3 separate regions of the Sus scrofa genome follow, and regions 1 and 2 are each linked to region 3. The links are chromatin contacts, called in public Hi-C and promoter capture Hi-C maps. All regions are on one chromosome and are shown on one strand. Each heading gives the region's core, a stretch centred on a gene start, on an enhancer-like site or on the middle of the called end of the contact. The rest is flanking DNA. Distances are from core to core; before and after follow the strand shown. Region 1 overlaps VIL1 (villin-1). Region 2 holds the start of SLC11A1 (solute carrier family 11 member 1). Region 3 holds the start of TMBIM1 (protein lifeguard 3).

What was found. Promoter capture Hi-C pulls out the DNA fragments that hold promoters and counts their contacts. A called contact is a pair of places that touch in the nucleus more often than the background predicts.
Region 1: a contact with region 3 is called in a promoter capture Hi-C map of liver, with 2.6 times the contacts expected there. The contact joins the enhancer-like site here to the promoter of TMBIM1 in region 3. A contact is called at or near these places in 2 of 5 promoter capture datasets (fetal skeletal muscle and liver), 5 of 47 Hi-C or Micro-C datasets (alveolar macrophages, blood, embryonic fibroblasts and 2 more) and 1 of 2 datasets of contacts at active chromatin or transcription factors (alveolar macrophages).
Region 2: a contact with region 3 is called in a Hi-C map of epiblast stem cells, with 3 times the contacts expected there. The contact joins the promoter of SLC11A1 here to the promoter of TMBIM1 in region 3. A contact is called at or near these places in 3 of 5 promoter capture datasets (fetal liver, fetal skeletal muscle and skeletal muscle), 27 of 47 Hi-C or Micro-C datasets (alveolar macrophages, blood, embryonic fibroblasts and 13 more) and 2 of 2 datasets of contacts at active chromatin or transcription factors (alveolar macrophages and skeletal muscle).

Annotation. Positions count from the first base shown.
Region 1 is chr15:120,489,066-120,493,871 of Sscrofa11.1, forward strand. It overlaps VIL1 (villin-1), which reads left to right. Exons shown (of 21, transcript XM_001925167.6): 21 at 2,487-4,806. The coding sequence ends at 2,600. USP37 (ubiquitin carboxyl-terminal hydrolase 37) reads right to left here. Exons shown (of 24, transcript XM_003133658.6): 24 at 3,487-4,806. Among named protein-coding and RNA genes, the nearest start is that of VIL1, 28 kb to the left of the region's middle. Within about 2 kb of position 2,481, at least 5 of the 83 cell types and tissues checked have an H3K27ac peak or open chromatin away from gene starts, as enhancers often do. A contact at or near this core is called in liver, where this site is marked.
Region 2 is chr15:120,432,203-120,436,639 of Sscrofa11.1, forward strand. It overlaps SLC11A1 (solute carrier family 11 member 1), which reads left to right and starts at 1,898. Exons shown (of 15, transcript NM_213821.2): 1 at 1,898-1,911; 2 at 2,435-2,568; 3 at 3,413-3,535; 4 at 3,839-3,958. The coding sequence starts at 1,905.
Region 3 is chr15:120,363,250-120,367,862 of Sscrofa11.1, forward strand. It overlaps TMBIM1 (protein lifeguard 3), which reads right to left and starts at 1,806. Exons shown (of 12, transcript XM_021076202.1): 1 at 1,686-1,806. All of the region lies in intron 2 of PNKD (probable hydrolase PNKD), which reads left to right.

The DNA of each region.
Region 1 (4,806 bases), core at 1,231-3,730, 130 kb after region 3:
CAGCTGTGTCCAAAGCAAGGTGCTCGATGGCCCTGCCTGATGGAGCGGGGAGGGCTCCTAGGAGTGTTGAGCAAAGAATGCCCAGAGGCAGGAGGGCATAACCTCTAAATGACAGGTTAGCGAGCTGGGGCTTCAGATTCATCTGAGCTTGAAATCCACCTACAGGTGTTTAACAAGAAGCTGTTCTGTTCAGGGCTCTCTGCAGTGCGGTGCAGGAGTCAAAAAAAAAAAAAAAAAAAAAAAAAAAAAAAAATCTCCAGGGCAATGCTTTGCAGCAGAGCAGCCCAAGATTGAAAAGAAACCTGCTGCTTTCACCCTGAACCTGTCCCCTCTGGTGCCTGGAGGAGCAGAGATGGAGGCTGGGAAAGTTCTAACAACTTTAATTTGAGGCTCTTACCTGAGCATGCCTGGAGAATATTTGGCCTATTCTGAACAGTTTACCTAGTGTAAATCATGTTCAAGCTGGAAGCAGAGGTCATTTCAGTCTTGTGGCTGAAGAGACTCAAGGCCTAGAAAGGTGACTCTCAGTTACGATTTCTAAGCCAAGAATGAAAAGGTAGAATTTCGCTGTCTAATCTTCGGGATCATTCAGAGGATGAGTGAAGCCAGTACAAGCCATTTATTTTTTTTAATTTTTATTTATTTTTTTTGGTCTTTTTGCTCTTTATTGGGCCGCTCCCGTGGCATATGGAGGTCCCCAGGCTAGGGGTCCATTCGGAGCTGTAGCGCCAGCCTACGCCAGAGCCACAGCAACGCGGGATCAGAGCTGCGTCTGCAACCTATACCACAGCTCACGGCAACGCCAGATCCTTTAACCTACTGAGCAAGGGCAGGGACCGAACCCGCAACCTCATGGTTCCTAGTCGTATTCGTTAACCACTGCGCCATGACGGGAACTCCGACAAGCCATTTATCCAAAAATTTTTCAACTCAAGATAGCTAGGCAAAATTTGACTCTGAATTTGTTCTGTTGCTTTCTTAGCTTCTTCTTTTGCAATCTTCCCCTGCACCTCAGCTGTACTTTTGCTGCTACCTGCCACTGTCTCTAAGCAAAACCTGCTCCCACAGATAACTGCTGTTTCTTTTATTTTTTAGGGCTGCACCTGTGGCATATGGACGTTCCCAGGCTAGGCATTGAATTGGAGCTGCAGCTTCGGGCCTAGGCCACAGCCACACGGGATGTGAGCTCCATCTTCAACCTACACCACAGCTCACGGCAATGCCAGATCCTTAACCCACTGAGAGAGGCCAGGAATTGAACCCGAGTCCTCATGGATACTAGTTGGGTTAACCTGCTGAGCCACAATGAGAACCCCCAGATTAACTGCTGACACATTCACAGTGAAATAAAAAAGGCTGATGAGGTTTTAACATGTTGCCTTTTAACCTAGAAGCCAAGAGGGATGAAGGTAACTCTAATGGTAATACGCAGTCCCCTGTGTGCACAGTAGTATATACTTGGCAGGTCTGGGAGGGAAAGGTGACAAGAGGCTTTTACAGGATCCTTGGACTCACTCAGGGATGTGGGTTAGTGGAGCATGAATTGGGATCAGATGATCCAGACTTTCTTGAACTTGAGCTTCATTACCTGAAAGTGGGACTATTCAAATCTGTCAGGGTCTTTGTTAGTGCTACACCAGCCTGTGAAGTTAGACAACACTGGCTCTGTCCTACTCCCCTTGCAGTCGGCCTTCTAACTTCACCCAAAGCAAAGGAGGGCACAGGGCGGTGAGCCCCTCCCAAGGGTGATGGCTCTTGCTCCAAGAGCTGTGTTTCCTGTAACAACTTGGTCTTATACACTGACTTGTGCAGACTCCCTTCTAGGGTTCATGTGCTTACTCTTTGGGCCAAGCTTACAGAAAGAGCTGTAAATTCACTATTTGATAAGACAGATGAACAGATACCTTGTTTCCAAGGCTGTTTCACATGTAATATATTTTCATCCCCGTAAAAGGATTACAAAGAAGCAAGAATTAGCCTCTAAGAAATTCTTCCTGGGAGTTCTCTTATAGCACAGTGAGTTAAGGATTCGGCATTGTCACTGCTGTGGTACAGGTCAGTGCTGTGGCATGGGTTCAACTCCTGGCCCAGGAACTTCCACATGCCACAGGCATGGACAAAAAAAAAAATCCAGAAAAAACAAAACAAAACAAAACAAAAAAACCCCCAAAACTTCCATTTTTCTGAAGAGGAAAATTAAGACCTGAAAAGAGAAGCAACCCCAAATGTCTTAATTTTTATTTCAGGGCTAGTGTGAACTTGACCCTGATCCAAAAAAAAAAAAGTGCTCCAACTAACTCAGGGATCAAATCTTTTGGACCTCAAAATGTCATGCTCCCCACCCACCCACCCCAATCCCTTTCTTGGCTCTCACAACATTGCCCCTGTTTTTGCCCTTCATTTGACTTGGTACCACAGCTATGACTCATCAAAGCAAACTCTGGCAAGAATGTGACCTCTGCCCTCTGATCCATTTCCTCTTCTAGGAGCACCTGTCCATTGAAGATTTCACCAAGGCCTTGGGGATGACTCCTGCTGCCTTTTCTGCTCTGCCTCGATGGAAACAACAGAATCTCAAGAAAGAAAAAGGACTATTTTGAGAAGCAAGAGTAGTTGTGCTTAAGATAGTACCCTACCCTGCCTGCAGACTTCATTGTTATTATTGGTGTTCGTGCTACATACCAGTTGAAAATTTACATAGTACCTGTGAGCAGCAGCCTGTGGAGATGCCACTTTTGTTTAGTATCCTATTCCTCCAGAAAGATGATGCCTCTGTCAGAAGCCTGTGGTCCCAAGTTCAGCTCTCAAGAAGGTGGTTGCATTGTTTATTACTTCTTAACCATCCTGTTCAAGAGTTTTCTCTCCTTAGAAGAGCAGCCCACTCTACAGAACATTAGTTAGGAAGAACCCTCCTTAGCTTTTATCATGACTCACTTTTAATTATGGCAGGTGGGCTGAAGCATTTTGCAGTTTTTATCTTTCCCAGAGTAATGGCTTTTCCTTTTCACATATGCTTTTCTCAGGTGACAAGTAAAAGGGGACCCCTTCTTTGAAAGAGCTGAATGGCCCAGGCGGTAGCCCTATTAGGAGGTTTTGGAACGCTCATGAACCAGTACCCAGTGAGGATAATGTGCCCCGTGGGCCTCGGCTTGAGGCCTAACAAAAGTATGAAATGCAAACGCTATTTCACCGGCTCTCTGGTCCTCTTAGTAATAAGGCAAAGGAAGAGCACAGCTAAGGCCAACGCTGGGTTTACAAACTGTTATCAGAACCTCTGCAAAGCTTCAGTCTTCTCGGATGAAAACCACTGGAGGGGGGTGCTGACTTGGCCATACCTGATTTCCCATCCCACTTCCCTGACGCTGTAACAGTGCTGCTTGCTTGGACGTCCAAGTCAGAAGGCCGACAGAGGGTGACTCCCACAACTTCAACTGGTTAACTGTCTGCAGGAATATGTCCTTTTCAGAAATAACAGTTGCGCCAACACAAGGTTAATAAAGGCTTTAATTTCACACACACAAAAAACTCAATGCATAATTTAAAAAGGAAACAAAAACAAGGAAAAACCGTAAAGGGTACAGAGGAACAGTTCTGCTAAAACACAGATAAAGTGCCGCTCCATACAAAACAACATAAAGAATCAGAATCAAAAGTCACTCTGAACACAAAGAAAATCACCTCACAAATAATGTGGCCAAAGCTGCCAGCAAACCTGGTAGTGGCTCAATTAGGCAAAGTGTGGGAAGCTTACTTCTGTTCTCCTTTCCATAGCATAAATAAACAACACTGACAACAGGCCAGAGAAGTTGGGGATGGAAGGACAAGAGAGGGAGGGAAATCTAAGGACAAGAGGTGTGTACAACCACGGTGTCTCACTCTTCCTCCCCTTCTGCTCTTGAAACAGACCACTTCAGTTGATTGCTCTTCCGTTTTGGCAATGGACCTAATGAACTTTGGTCCTGATGCAGACCCCTCACCCACTCTATTCTGACACCAATGGACACGCCTCTACTTCAAATTTCTGCATTTTAAGAAAAGTCCAAATTACTGAAATCAACTGCTTGTATTCATACTGGCACATTTTCTATTATAAACTTCAAAACCTCAGACTCAGACACATGGAAAGGAAAGTTTACTGTGTATAAGTATGATACAACAAAAGAGACAGCCTGAGGTCTAGTAATCAAAGCATGCCATAAAGGAGTCAGTGGTCGTGATGAGACACACCAAAAGAAACCTGTCACAAAACTCTCAAGTCCTAACAAACTATAGTTTTCCAATAAAATATATATATGTATTTTTTCCATTGTTAATAAGATACTGATAGAGACAAAATAAGAATTTTAAAGTAATGCATTAGAAAATAGCTAGGGGCAGAAATCTGTTTAGTTTCTGTACATACTTAAAGAGCATTACTTGGTGTAAAGCAAGATGAGGAAAAAGATGGATCTGTTTTAGGAGGACACTCTTTAGTGACTTGCATCTAGTACTGGGTTGTTGGTCATTTTTCTAAAAATCTCCATGTATACACAAGATCCACACGTACCTGGAGATCCACCCCTGTTTCCCCGATTTAAAGCAAAAGACCACCTCAGGGGATCAATTAAACAGGGCAAAAAGGTTGGATGACTAAGAGCATCCACTGAAGTCAATTCAGAGGACAGAGAGGAGTAACATTTTTACTTGTTTTAATACAATCTCTTTTCAACAGATCACAAATGAGTTCACAAACTATCGTTTTTCCCTGTATGTATCCAAACCCCCATTATCTCTCCCCTCACAATGCTCAACTACACGAGACACTGC
Region 2 (4,437 bases), core at 648-3,147, 69 kb after region 3:
AAACCATCACAACTCCCCCCACCCCGTGCCCCCCCCACCTTCAGCCACCCCCACATGAGCCCAAGGTAGTGATTGCAAAGGTGCAGAAACCCTAGAGGTCAGGGATGGTGACAGTACCTTGAGCCACAGACTCGCACAGTGACAAATGCTGCTGCTGCTCTCTGCTCACTCACCCACGTTCACCCCTCTTCCCACATTTCTGCCTCTCCAGTCCCTCCAACCGCCCCCATCAATGAGGAGATGGGAGATGAGCTGCACCCCACCCCCGACCCAACATCCTGGGTCCTCAAAACTTTGGTTCAGGTTTTTGACTCAACAGGGGGCACAGCCTGGCTCAGATCTAGTCTGGGCATGAGAACCTGCCCCTGTTTTCTCTGGGTTCTAAGGTCCCAGACTTTGGAGTTGGAAACTCCGTGACAATGTGAGCTGTAAATCTTCGTGGCAGAAAAGAAAGGCTACAGGATAGAGGACAAGAGTGGGCATGGCAGAGAGATGGCTGTGAAGGAGGGGGGTGTGGGGAGCACAGGAGCTGGCAGCTGGTGAGCAGAAGAAATTGGGAGCTGAAAGGTCTAGAGGTTACAGACAGATGGATTCCTCAAGTGGAATCCAGCCCATAGGAACGTTTGTTTAGATTATACAATATTTTTATTTATTTATTTAGTCTTTTTAGGGCCACACCCATGGCATAGGGAGGTTCCCAGGCTAGGGGTCGAATTGAAGCTATAGCTGCTGGCCTGCACCATAACCACAGCAACACCAGATCCAAGCCACGTCTGTGACCTACACCACAGCTCACGGCAACACTGGATCCTTAACCCACTGAGCAAGGCCAGGGATCAAACCCGCATCCTCATGGATACTAGTCAGGTTTGTTAACCACTGAGCCACCATGGGAACTCCATAGATTATACAATATTGTTGAAACACTTGAGCCTGGTGTTCAAAAAGCATGTGTTGTATCGAATTCCAAGATTTCCAGCATCCTTGGCAAATCAGAAGATGTGGTGACAGTGGACCCCCATTCCCCACATGACAGCTGGCTGCAATTCTGTGAGCACTGCCCTCTCTAGAAGGTATGACCTTTATTTCGCTAGAGTCTCCACCACTCCCTATTGCCCTCCACCACCAAGGCTCAGCATCATTATCATTCCGCACTGAGCTAGCACTGTTTTTCCTGTTCCCAACCTGTCTCATGGTTTATCTTCCCTGCCTGGCCTCCTTGGACGCCTAAACTTGTGACCTCTTAACTAGTCTGAGCCCTTCATTTAACAGAAGAAATAAGCTCAGAGGCAGGACAGGATCTGGTGACAACGTCAAATGGATCCATGGTAGAAGCAAGACCAGAATTCCAGGACCCTCTTCTTCAGAGGACCTCCTTAGCCTGGAACTTCAATGCATGTCCCCGTGGCCGGGCTTGGAAGGTCTTTTCCTTTGTGGCACTCCTAGGTGGTCATGGGGACTCCCTCCCACCCATTAGGCCAACCTGCTGCCATAGGACCCAAGGTCAAAAAGGAAAAGGGCCTGTTTGTGTGGCGCTGGAGGGTTAGTCGTGTGATCTAGACGTGAATGCTCAAGTGGCAGGAAGCGTCTGAAATCAGAGCTAACTTGGGAGGCAGAAAACTCGGGGTTCCCGGAAGGGAGCCAGAGGGTGGTGCGAGGCTCACGCCAGGAGGGGAATGAAAGCCTGTTCTGTGGCCACCCAGACCCTTCCGTCAGAGCTGGCCACTTCTGCCTTTGGAAAGTGTTTCACAATGCCCCGGGCATGTGTGAGGACAGCCAAGTTGAGCTGAAGATGCGTAAAAGGCTATAGACCCACACACTCACCGGTTCCCAGAGAGGACGGGTGGACCAGAGAGCCACCCAGCACACCACTCACACAGAGAGCATCTGAGTCTGTGGTCCTCATGACAGGTGAGTAGCCCCCTCTGTCCAGGGACAGAGCCTGGATTGGAGCAGGAGGAGAGCATCAGGAGGGGCAAGGGAAGCCCCAGGTCCCCTGTGGGAGTCCTGGTCTTGACCACAATTCTGGACAGGAGCCTGGGGTCAGGCGCTTCACGTTGCCAAGGGCAGAGCCTCCCCCTGCCTCATCTCTGTGGGTTTGGAACCTCTGGGGTTTCCCTGGAAGCTGGAGGCAGGGATGAGACCAAAGGACACACACGTTGGCGTCAGTCTTCCCTGCTCAGAGCCCATGCCCTCTCCACATCCTCTGTGGCAAGAGGCCATCAGGATCTGGGGACCTCTGCATTCACATGGAAGGAGAGGAATCCAGAAGGCTCTGCTTCTCACACATCTTCTGGAAGGTCTGGTCGAGGGATGGATGTGATGGACTGAAGAAAGAAATCAAGGGCTCCTATTCAGCTGGGGCTTCATTTGCTTTCGCCCTGCCACCAGAAACAGGCAGGTCACTCACCAAGGCTCTTGGGGCCCCTGGCAGGTGACACAGGCCCCCCAAAGCAGAGCAGAACCCAATATGGCTCCATCTCCAGCTCACCGAGTCCAGGGCCACCACAAGTACCTCCCGGAGGGACCTACCTGAGTGAGAAGATCCCCATCCCGAATGCAGAACCGGTGAGAATGCTGGAAACTTCCTGGGGTCTTTTAGGATGGATAGGATCCCATGGGATCTCTCTGGCCAAGGGAGGGAGGTCCCCCGAAGACCAGGGCAAGTCCCTTCCAGATGGAGAGTGGTAACTGCCGTCTTCCTGTTTCTGTCCCCAGTGTTTGGCTGGGGTGCTGACAATTTGTCTAAAAATCACCAGGCAGCTTTTTGAACAAATCTGAACTTTCCTGGGAAGGGAAAGGGACCTGGGGTGCATTGAGATTGGAGCCTTGAGGATTTGTTGTAACTTTGAAGGAAAGGAGGCAGACTAAGGCATCAGGAGATGTGGAACTTGCGGGCTGGCTTCTAGGGCAGTGTTCCCTTGCATTGCCAGAATCTTTAGCAGATGCCCAGGCTGCCAGACCTAGCCCTGGAATGGGGGTGGGAAGACCCTAAGCTCAGGGGACTTCAGAGAGAAGAACCTGTGGTCTGAGAAGGGGCTGGGGAAGGAGGAGCTGGGCCACAAAAGCCTGACCCAGGGAAGCTCCCCTTCGGGCTCTGAGGATCTCCTGAGTCAGGGCTGGCGTGGGGTCAGATGTAGGCCACAGACACTGAAGCATCCAGAAAGCTGATCTGCCGTGACTCAGCAAACCCTGAGGTTTTCCCACCTGCATGCTCCACTCACCCGCAGGCCTGGCAGCTCCAGGAATGGGGAATGGAGGACAGGACTGGCCAACCTGGGCCAGTGAGCCCAGGGTGGGGTGGGGGTGGGGCGTGGTGGGGGGACTCAGCTGGGGGAGCTGGTCCAGGCCAACTGCCCCCACCCTTTTGCCCAGGACCTCTCACACTCCGTCCTCCCCACCCCGACCACAGGGCACATTCAGCCTCCGCAAGCTGTGGGCCTTCACCGGGCCCGGCTTCCTCATGAGCATTGCTTACCTGGACCCGGGAAACATCCAGTCGGATCTTCAGGCTGGCGCTGTGGCTGGATTCAAAGTGATCAAGTCGGGGCACCGTGGGCGGCGGGGGGGGGGACCAGATGGGTGGAGACCGCCAGTTTGCCACATTTCCCCAAGGTGGCGTACATGGCTCGTGTTCCTGGGAGCAGGTGTTGTTCAAATGGGCCAGAAAGGGGTCCCCAGGGAAGCCCTACCAGAGTGTGTGTGTGTGGGGGGGTCTTCTCGCTCCATCTTCCCCACTCTCTCCTCAGGGAGTGTCCTTACTTAGTGGGTACCAATAGCTCGGGGCTTCTTGGGGACTGGTCCCTCTGGCTGACGGCCTCTCCCCGACTTCTCACAGCTGCTCTGGGTGCTGCTGTGGGCCACGGTGTTGGGTTTGCTCTGCCAGCGACTTGCTGCCCGGCTGGGCGTGGTGACAGGCAAGGACTTGGGTGAGATCTGCCATCTCTACTACCCTAAGGTGAGCTTGCTGCACATGGACAGGAAGCATCCGTAGGCTCAAAACCCCAAGAGCCAGGAGTTCCTGTCAGGGTGCAGTGGTGAACGAATCCGACTAGGAACCATGAGGTTGCGGGTTTGATCCCTGGCCTTGCTCAGTGGGTTAAGGATCCGGCATTGCCATGAGCTGTGGTGTAGTTTTCAGACGGGGCTCGGATCCCGCATCGCTGTGGCTCTGGTGTAGGCTGGCGGCTACAGCTCCAATTTGACCCCTAGCCTGGGAACCTCCATATGCCACGGGAGCAGCCCAAGAAATGGCAAAAAGACAAAAACAAAAAACAAAAAAACCCAAGAGCCATTTAAAGCTTCTAGGATCAAAATAAATACATCATCTCGGGTAGAGCATCTCAAGTCCATGAAAGATAAGACGATGGGGTTCCCGTTGTGGCGCAGTGAAAACAAATCTGACTAGTATCCACAAGGATGCGTGTTTGATCCCTG
Region 3 (4,613 bases), core at 556-3,055:
CATTATCTACAAGAATAAGGACTCATTCTCTTCCTCCCTGACCAATGCACTGAGTACCCTTGAGGTACCCAGCACTGTGGACTTCTGGGTATCATTCCTACTTCAAAATAAGACCCAGGTTTTGGCCTAGAACCCCAGAATCTTCGTGTTGGAAGATGTGGTCAAGGCCATCCTCTCTATAGGGTTCCCAACAGAATACTCCAGAAAGGCCGCATCAGGGTTAGCAGAGGCCTTCCTCTCAGGGAGCTGTATGAGCTTCCACACTCTGGCCCTTCCTGGGCAGCCCCCTCTGAAAACACACAGCGTGTGTCCCTTCCCTGGGGCTTCTGCTTGGTCTGAAGAGATGACAAGTTTGGGGGATGGAAGCGCTCTTCCATGGGCAGAGGCTGAGCTAAGGTGGCTATTACCCAGCTCAGGATATGAGGTTCTCTCCAGACTTAAGGTGCACCCCTGTCATTACCTCTCTGACGTGCTGTTTTTACAGGTGAGGCCCTGAGGTCATAGCACAAGAAGGCAGGAAGTCAGGGCCCTTGACCCTGTGTGGTCCCACTACTTCTTTCTAAGTTATAAACCGGGTCTCTGGGTCCTCATGGTTGGAGAGACCAAGAGAGCAGGCAGGTGAGGAGGAAGTATGGCTGCCCCCTTGCCTCAGACATATTAGCCTCAAGGAAGGGCCTGGCTCTCCTGCCACCACTGGCCAAGCCAAAGGCGCCAGCACTGAAACCAAAGCTCACCAGTGAGATGAATATTTCAGAGCCCCGAGAACTGGACACCCCAGGGACCTTCCATGACATCTGGCTCTGACCCTGGTTCCCAGGCTACCCATCCCTCCCCATCCCATGTCCAGGTTTCTCAGGAGGAACTCCAATCCCTGGATACCACACAGAGGCCACCCTGGCCGGAGAGGGGATGGTGCCCCAGAGAACAGAAGCTGGTGCAGAACCCACAAGATTGGGGCCCAGCTTCCCAGCAGCCCTCCTCTACTTTTCCTGCCACTGTCCCCTGGCTCCACCGTTTTCCCCTCTCTTTTCCTGTTTGTTTTGCTCCAACCCAAAGAGGCCACGAGGAAGATAGTACTTTGTGAACCCAGCTTGGGGGCGGAGGTTAGAAGTGGGCCGGCTGAGGCAAAGTCGTCCTGACAGAGGTGGCGTCTTCCTCACGCCAAGGATGTGGGCTGCTCACGGCTTTCACTTCCACCCGGTTCCCCACGCACTCAAATACTCGGTCACCAGTGGACACCACAGCTGGCACCGGGGGCGGGCAGAGCCAAGCAGAGGCCGGGGCAGGGGCCCTGGGCGGCCTCCCCTCCCCCTCTCACCAGCCCAGGGCCCAGAGAGCCTTTATCCCGCGCACAGCTGGCCACCCTGGGGCTGGCGCGGTGGCCACGCCCTGCGATAGACACGCGCCAAGAAGCGGGGGACAGGACACCCTCAGACCCCGGCCACGATCACCTGTGCGCACAACCCGCAGCTCGGCTCCCCAAGCTAAGCAGGCGTCACTCGCCCGCCCGGGACGCACAGGGAAATCGAAACGCCAAAGGTGAGGGCGACAGAGCCCCACTCCCGCCCTCCACGCACTCCGAGAAAGTTTGGGGCCCCGTCCCAGGGCCGCCTCAGCCCCGGCCCGCTCCCCGCCGGCCCGCGGTGCCCCATTCCCGCCGGTCCCGAGCCCCCTGGCTTGCCTACCGCTCTCGACTGTGCGTTCCCGACCTCCCGGCGTCGCGAGTCCGGCACCACCCGCGCAGGCCTGGGCTGGGCTGGGTCTCCGCGCCCCGCCCCGACGCGCCGGCCCCTGGGGCGTGGCCTCGGGGTGCCGCCAGGGGGCGCTGGGGTCCGCCCCGGGTCCCGCCTGCGTCCTCCCGGGTCGTGCTCCTCCCCGCAAGAACTTTAGAGGTTTCGCATTTTAAGGCAGCATATGATCCTTGTTGGAAATTCAAAACACAAAAATGCATTTTCTTAAAGTATAGTTGATTTTGTTCCACTCCTCCTGAATGCCAGCGGCAAGCGCTTGCATTTTAGTGTTTCTTTGCTTATATAGCTCTGTGTATCACTTGTTTTTCTGGAGTGGGGTCCTATTGCACAATCTTTGTTGCTTATCTTTTATTTCACATTTTATCATGAACATTTTTCTTGTCACTAAGTATTCTTCAGAAGCATAGTTTTAACGCCTCAAAGTATTCTATCACATAGTTATGCCCATTTATAAAATCGGTTTCCTACTTTTAAGGACATTTAAGTTGTTTCCCATTTTCTCATTATTAGACATAAATCATGATGAACATTGTTGACAATTTCATGTTTTTAAGCCAAATGTGCTTTTCAAGTATAAAAACTTCAAATGTCCAAATGTAGAGATGGACGGAACTTAGATTCTCTGGCCCTGGGAACCATGGCATTGCCTGCCTGAAGTTTCTTCAACCAGGAAAGCAGGTGATTTAGGGTCAGAAATCCTGGGATGTGGATAACTTCTCTCAGTGCACAACGTTGGGTTGGGAGCTTTCTCCACCCTCCCAGCCACTAATGGCAGGATGTACTTGGTCGTTCCATGTTGCCGATAAGGAAGTAAGTTCTGGGAAGTTTTGAAACATTGCCGAGTTTACATAGTTCCAAAGTCCATGTTTTTTTTCCATTACGCCAAGGCTTCCAGTAGATGAACAGCTTTATTTAAGGTGCTTTTCTCAGGCTGGTAGCTACAGATCACACTGTCACTAAATGTCATTCACAGCCTGTTGACACTTTTTCTTTTTGAATGGCAGTCGGTGGTGACCTGACAAAACATAGCTAGACAACCAGGACCACCTGAGCATTTCCTGATTCCAAACCCATCAGTAAGCACTTTTCCTTTCTTTCTTTCTCTTTTTCTTTTTTCTTCTTTTTTTTTTTTTTTTTTTTTTGTCTTTTGCCTTTTTAGGGCTGCTCCTGCAGCATATGGAGGTTCCCAGTCTAGGGGTCTAATTGAAGCCAGATCTGAGCTGTTGTCTGTGACCTACACCACAGCTAATGGCAACACGGGATCCTTAACCCACTGAGTGAAGCCAGGGATCAAACCCACAACCTCATGGTTCCTAGTCAGATTCCTTTCCGCTGCACCACGATGGGAACTCCAATAAGCACTTTTCTTTACATTATTATATCCAGGGGCCAGTCCAGTTCTTTTCCAGACCAAGACAAGAAGGAGGAGCCTGTGCACTTATCTGGAAGCTCTGACATTAGTGGACCTTATAGCAGGCTCACTCTCCCAGCCACCCCATTCCTAGGGATCAAAGACCTCGATTTAGGAAGTCCCCTCCCAAAGCGTGATCTCTCAAGCAAGGGCACAGGGCAAGTACAATTCTGCTCAATGTCAGTTTCCCCCTGGAGCTCAGAACATGAACTGTGTGTTCATGAAGGGAGCCCTGGTGAACTGTGAAGCCCTGCAGCATCTGGCCGGGTCTCCTAACAGCCCCTGATGCTCTCTGCACTTGGGCCCCTTCTCCCAAAAGCACCCTCCACTTTCTAGAACTGTCAGAATGGTTCCAAGGGGAACCAGCTAGCAATCACACCCGCCCCCTGAGAAAGTGAATGTGAGGCGGTAGACAGACAAGCCCCACACAAGCCTTACTGCTCATTCTTTCTCCTGAGCCCATTTTTCTGATCCTGGGATCAAGACTATGTCGACTGAAAGAAAAGTGCACAACATAAAAGTGAGTTAAGTTTTTTGGGGGGACTTTCCCGAGGACTGTAGCCTCTCAGATAACACTGAGGAACTGCTCCGAAGAGGTACAGGAGGAACTAGAATATACACCATCTTTTTTTGCTGGAAAAAAATACGTGGTCAAGCATAAAAACATATACTCCTAATCATAAAGAACCGACTTCTCAAGCTGATGATTTCAGTATTCTATGAATAGGAAGATGCGAGAATCTGGGGTCACTGAAATTTTTCCTTAGATGTGCTTTTTTTTTGGCTCTTTAGGACCACACCCACGGTATACGGAGGTTCCTAGGCTAGGGGTCAAATCAGAGCTACAGCCACGGGCCTACACCCCAGCTCACCGCAATGCCAGGTCTTTAACCCCCTGAGCAAAGCCAGGGATTGAACCCATGACCTCATGATTCCTAGTCAGATTTGTTTCTGCTGCAACACGACAAGAATTCCTAGATGTGCACCTTAACTGTCTAGAGACCGTTATAACCAAAACACAGAATGCTTCCTGTTTGGGGTTTTTTTTCCCCCCCTCCACCTTGAATTCCCCTCAGGGTGCACAGTTGAAGGCCAACTGCCCTGGCCAGTGGCTGGATCCTGTAGAACTAGAACGGCAGGTAGCATTTTTTTTTCTTCTTCTTCTTCTTTTTTTTTTTTTTTTTTTTTTAGCATTTTTTTCTTTACAATTTCAATCCTGAAAGAACACCCAGAGCACCAAGCCCAGAGTAACCATTCACAACAGGCAACCCATGAATGATGTCTCCTTCTCTGGACCCTGCCTTTTTATGTCTGAATAAAAGGAAAGGGGCTTGGAATTCCCTTGTGGCACAGCAGGTTAAGGATCTGGCCTTGTTACTGCAGTGGCTCAGGTCACTGCTGTCGAGGATTTGATCTCTGTTCCAAGAACTTCTACATGCCATAGGCATGGC